2 separate regions of the Mus musculus genome follow, and region 1 is linked to region 2. The links are chromatin contacts, called in public HiChIP or PLAC-seq maps. All regions are on one chromosome and are shown on one strand. Each heading gives the region's core, a stretch centred on a gene start, on an enhancer-like site or on the middle of the called end of the contact. The rest is flanking DNA. Distances are from core to core; before and after follow the strand shown. Region 1 has its middle 40 kb from the start of Foxq1. Region 2 has its middle 75 kb from the start of 4930401O12Rik.

Region 1 (2,876 bases), core at 316-2,815, 350 kb before region 2:
ATAGATTTGTAAAAATGAATCACATTCCACTATGTGGCATTCATCTGTGCTTGATTTAACCTCTTAAGACCTAGGTTGAAGAAGAAAGGCTCATGAATAAGGAGGGCACACAGGTTTCCTAACAAGTGAGAAGTCAGAGAAATCGTGTCCGGAAGAGAATTTGGGCTGAAAGGGAAAGGAGTGTCACCATCAAGGGATGCTGTCTGTCATGGCTCAGAGTGAACATAGATGTTGATGTCTGCTTTCTGCCCTGCCCTGAGACGCGCGCGCGCGCGTGTGTGTGTGTGTGTGTGTGTGTGTGTGTGTGTATTAATGTGATGTGTGTGGGAAATCATGTATTCATGGGAGTGTGAATCTGTGTAGTGTGCGAGTGTATAAATGTATGTGTCTTTTTGTGAGGAATGTATGAGTGTACATGAGACTATGTCTATGAGTGATGTGGTGTTCATGAGTATGTGAGCATATGTGTGTGTGAAAGGTGAGTATGAATATTTTGTGTAGGTGACAGTTTCTGTCTCCCCCTAGTTATTGAATTTTTCAATTAAATTATACTAAAATTCTCTCTTTCTAAAATGTTCATTTTTCCGAGACAGGGTCTGACTGTTTAGCTCAGGCTAACTTTAAAAATCTATATCCTCCTGCCTCAGCCTCCCCAGTGCAGAGAGTAGAGTATAGTTATTAAGTTGCAAGCATATGCCACCATGGCCGGCTCTCTTTTTCTTTTATCAACTGATGCTACAACTTAAAGAAACCTTAGTAAGTCGAAAATATCAAAAGCTGAAGTCATTTACAACTCCCACAGATAGCTACGGCGTATAATATCACCGCTTAGCCTGCCAACCTCAAATGTTTACATTAGCTGAGAGTTGCGCAAACTCATCTAACTAACACAAAGTTCATTTTACAGAAAGGCACCGAGTTTTCCATTTTACCGTAAGTCCTCGAACACTGCACTGAAAGTGAGGAAAGAGGAAAGTAGATTCAGGGGTCACAAACAAAAACAAAAACCAAACAAACAAAACCAACCAAACAAAAACTAGAAAGCTGGACTCTGTGTTCTTCCCACTAGGCATTATGGCCTTTTGTTCTAAGCAAAGCTGACCTCAGCCAGAGACTTCAGTGTTTGTCTCAAGTGCTTGGCTAAGTCATAAAAGGCACTGAATGATGATCAGTTACACTTGGGGAGCTCCTTGATTCCCTGGGACGGCAACCCTGCTCTTATCTTTTAAAAATTCCTTTAGTTAAACTCACTGTGGAACTCTTTATTGCTTGGTCTATTTACAGCCAATAGTTTCTATGGAGGCTCTGATTATTTTCAAAGAAACGCACCGTGCATATTTGCCTAATGGGCCAGACAATGACTAAGAAACAAACTACATAAAGATTATTACATGGACTTAGCGTGTGTTCAAGTCCTGTGACTCACGGGCAGGTTGTTTGTGTTGCATTTATGGGCAGAGATCCTTTAAGAAAACATTTTGTAGAACGGATTGTGCAAGCATGCCAGTCGAGGGGAACCTTTGCCAAATGTCTGGCCAGGGCCCAGCCGAGGGCTGTTGGAGTCGGTTGTATGCCGAGTTTTCTGAGCTGCCTCCTGGCAGCCTTACCTAACAGAACTAAATGCCGGAGAGAAGAGAAGCCACTGCTTCAGGCAAAGCCTAGCATCTTACGAAGCACCTTAGACTCCAGTGGATATTTATGGTGACTGAGAGGCCAGGATAGGAAGGACATGTTTTGTGACTTTGAGGTTACAGTGTCTAAGAAGTATCCATGACATTCTTAAAAAATTAGAAAATAACAGCTGATAGAACATTTTTTTAAAATTATTTGTTTGCTTTTTTTTTTTTTTTAAATTTCTGGATAGAATCTCATTGCATAGCTCAGGCTGACCTTGAGTTGGTAATCTTTATTCCTTGGTCAGAGATTGCAATTTCACTGTCATAGTGAAATTTCTAACTTGTTAAAATAAATCGATTAAATTAATGTGGGTGAGTGTGTGTGTGTGTGTGTGTGCCCACTCGTGTGTGCCATGACACATGTATGGAGTTCAAAGGACAACTTCTGGGATTTGTTGCTCTCTTTCTACCATGTAGGTTCTAGGGATCCAACTCAGGTAGTGAGGCCCGTCAGCCATAGAACACGACACTTGCTACTTAACAATTTGAAAGCACAAAGTTCAGTGGAGTGGAATTCAATATGTGTACTTGATTGTGAACCTCACTTCTCCATCCTGTGCACTGAAACTCTGAGCTCACTGAGCACTAGAACCCTCCCCCAAGCCCAGTCCCTGACCACCACATTCTGCTTTCTGTCCATGCATTTGGTAGTTTCAGGTACGTCACCAAGGTCTAATCATGCAGAATTTGTCATTTTTGTGACTGGCTTAGGTCACTTAGCAAACTTTCCTCAAAGTTTATCCATGTTGTAGCCTGGGTCAGAGCTTCCTCATTTCTTATTTTTCTTTTGTATACCAAGAATGAAAGTGGCATCTAATGCAGTTTATTTTAGCTCTTTTTTTTTTTTCCTTTCCCCCTTTAAAGACGGGATCTCCTTACGTAAACCAGGATGGCCTCCAATCTGAGATTCTTCTGCTTCATTCCCAGGTGCTGGAATTACAGGCATGTACCGTCATGTCCGCCACTCAACTTGAGTTTTATATAAGAAAAATTACTCTTGTGGTTTTTGTAAAATTTTGTAGAATGGAGGCCTCTTCAGGCTCTCATTTATTTGCCTCCCTGTCTCTGATCTCCCTACCTCAGAGAGAGGCTGGAATTGCACTCACTCAAGAACAGAGCTCCAGGCAGGCAGCTCACAAGTATTAGATGGATAGGCTCTGTGATATAAACTTGGGAATGTTGACAACTACCAAGTTCAAC
Region 2 (2,906 bases), core at 169-2,668:
TATAGGAAACCATTTAACTGGGAATGACTTATGGTTCGGAGTTTTAGTTCACTATCACCATGGTGGGAAGCATGGTGGCACATAGGCTGACATGGTTGCTGAAGATGTTGCTGAGAGCTCTGCACCCAGATCAGCTTGGCTTGAGCTTCTGAAACCTCAAAGCCCACCCCCAGTGCCACACTTCCTATAATAAGATCACACCTTCTCCAACAAGGCCAAACATCCTAATGCTTTCAAATAATGCCACTCCCTATGCGTTTATGTGCGCCATTTTCATTCAAACTACCCCAAGCAGTAAGTAAGGCATAGGGGAAATTAAATGGGACTGAGACTAATACAAACAAGACAACAGGCCAGGGTGCAGTGCAAAGAGAGGCCACTGGCAGAGCAATGCTCACAGCTGCTGCCCATCACTGATGAGCTGCACCCAGATCTGTGACCTAGTGAGAGATGATGGAAGCAGAAGAGAGCTGCGACCCAACGTGTGGAAGCACATCCTCATCACTGGCTGTGAGAACAGCTGACGGGGGAGGATGCACTTTGTGTGCTCGGGATCCCCTGGTGAATAGACATTTACTAAACGCAGAGGCACAATCTTGCCAGGTTTCTCCTAGATGTTTTAAAAACAAGTCACACTTTACATCTGAGTAGGAACATTTGAAGTTGCTTGACATTTTGAGATTAAATCGTCTCTACTAGAAGAGATAATTTTTGATCCTAACCAAACACGTGACAGTATCCAGGCTTGAATACAAAGGAGGAAGAGAAGTTCTGTTCTGCATTAAGACACTGTACTTTAGGAGGAAAATGAGCATCTGTCTACAAAGTATGGTCACTACTGGCCTCACTTCCTATCATTTTCAAGCCAGTGACATTTGCATGTCTTACCACAATGCTCTCCTCATAAAATGATGCCAGTGAATGCTCACAGGAAGCTAGAGACTGGATCACAAATACTTGATGCCTTTTTATTGAGACAATGGGAACTTAGAGAAAGGGAGGTTAGATGTTGCATGTTTGTGTGTGTGTGTGTGTGCATTTGCGTTTTCATGTATGTTTATCCTTTAATTTTAGTTTTAGGTAGGTGACAGGTATAAATGAGAATGGATGGATGGAGGAATGGATGGAGGCAGGCAGACAATGCATAGATTATTGGTAACTGTTGAAACAATGAAATATCTGATTCGTTGCCCTGGGCTTGTCTGGGGTATCCGTGTCTGGCAAGAGTCATGTCAAACATCCTCTGCGGCAGCCCCTCCCCCCAACGGATCGCCCACACACGGGACTTTAATGATCTGAGTCAGATTCCTTTACTGCTGTCTCAGAAAATGTCCAAGATGCCTTACAGATGATAGCTGTACAGCAGAGAGAGGCAGTGATTGCACCTGGCACAGAGCCGGCAAGCCTCCTTTGCCACAAAGAACCTCCCCGCAGCTTGGCTTTTTTACACATCACAGAGTACCCATTAGAAGTCCTCTCCAGCATCCCAGAGAAGAGAGCAACAGCCTCAGAGGGAGGTCTCAAGGCCTTCAGAGGTCTCAGGAAAACAACACAGAAGCCAACTAAGGAATGGACTCTCTGGCCACATTCCAACAAATCAGAACCTCTACTGAGCCTGTTTGTAAATTCATCCCAGAAAGGGATGTGGTTTGGCCTTGATGCAAAAAAAAGCATGTGCTCTCAGACAGTAAGAGCCAAGGTATGGTCTTCAAATAGCACAGAGCCCGAGATACTGGTTCTTGCTTTTTTAGTGGGCTGAAGTCTCCCAAGCCTCCTAAATGAGAGTTCAGAGGGTCACATGGATAACGAATGTTCTCCTCCATGTAAGCTCTTCATGGCAGCCCCAGAAAGATCAAGGTGGGCAGAACACAAGTAGTCCCAGCACAGCCCTGGCAGAGCACTTCCTGGTGATGTCACAGGACACATCTGCTTGGAGAGGTATGGAGAAGAAGCAAACCATCTTCTGTCAAATCATGAAAAAGGAGCTCAAAATAAGCAAAGTCATAGGTAAATATTTCTTAATGTTTTATCTTGAATATCCCAGTATCCACTTCCTGACCTGCCAGTTGGGCCGTGAGCTTTCGATATCCACAGTTAACACAAAGCCAAGCTGTGCAAGCTGGCCTGTCAGCCACCACTTGACTCCCACCTGCTTCACTGAGTAAATCAGATCCACAGGGCGCATAACAAGAACAAGTCATGAGAGGTTTGTGGCTTCCAACAAGCATTTGGTTAGCAGTTTGGGCTGGATGGAGCTGTGCTGTGCTGAGAATCTGGGTCAAGTGCATACTAAGGCGGGAAGTGGGTGAGTTATCCTGTCCTATCCTACAGGGGTGGTCTCGAAGGGAGCAAGAAAACCATTCTTATAGCTCAGACTGGAATTGGCACACAAATAACATTTTATTGATTAGAGCAGCCCACAGAGTCAATTGGTAGTTGAAATAGTTCTTGATTGGAGCTACGGACTCAAAATGTAAAGGTATTACAGGGAAAAGTACATGTGGGCTGGTGAGATGGCTCAGCGGGTAACAGCACTGACTGCTCTTCCAAAGGTCCTGAGTTCAAATCCCAGCAACCATATGGTAGCTCAAAACCACCTGTAATGGGATCTGACTCCCTCTTCTGGTGGGTCTGAAGACAGCTACAATGTACTTATGTATAATAATAAATCAATCTTTAAAAAAAAAGTACATGCTATTTTTGCAACTGTGAAAATCTACATGGGACAGTCTTCTAGAGTAATCTTAACAAAATGCCAGGCTTGCTGCTTTAAATATTAGAAATTTTACTCCGTTTTGATGTCTGGAAACCCAAGGTAAAGCCCAGTCAGGGCTGGATTCTCCTAATGTCTCTCTCCTTGGCTTGTAGATGGCACCTTCTCCCTGGGTCCCCCACATGGTCGTCCT

The links. HiChIP or PLAC-seq counts read pairs in DNA pulled down with a chosen protein or histone mark.
Region 1: a contact with region 2 is called in a CTCF HiChIP or PLAC-seq map of the NIH/3T3 cell line, with 14 read pairs. The contact joins two enhancer-like sites. A contact is called at or near these places in 1 of 15 datasets of contacts at CTCF or cohesin (the NIH/3T3 cell line) and 1 of 484 Hi-C or Micro-C datasets (liver).

What each region holds. Positions count from the first base shown.
Region 1 is chr13:31,517,155-31,520,030 of GRCm38.p6, reverse strand. No RefSeq gene overlaps it. Among named protein-coding and RNA genes, the nearest start is that of Foxq1, 40 kb to the left of the region's middle. Within about 2 kb of position 1,565, at least 61 of the 459 cell types and tissues checked have an H3K27ac peak or open chromatin away from gene starts, as enhancers often do. A contact at or near this core is called in the NIH/3T3 cell line, where this site is marked.
Region 2 is chr13:31,165,038-31,167,943 of GRCm38.p6, reverse strand. No RefSeq gene overlaps it. Among named protein-coding and RNA genes, the nearest start is that of 4930401O12Rik, 75 kb to the left of the region's middle. Within about 2 kb of position 1,418, at least 21 of the 459 cell types and tissues checked have an H3K27ac peak or open chromatin away from gene starts, as enhancers often do. A contact at or near this core is called in the NIH/3T3 cell line, where this site is marked.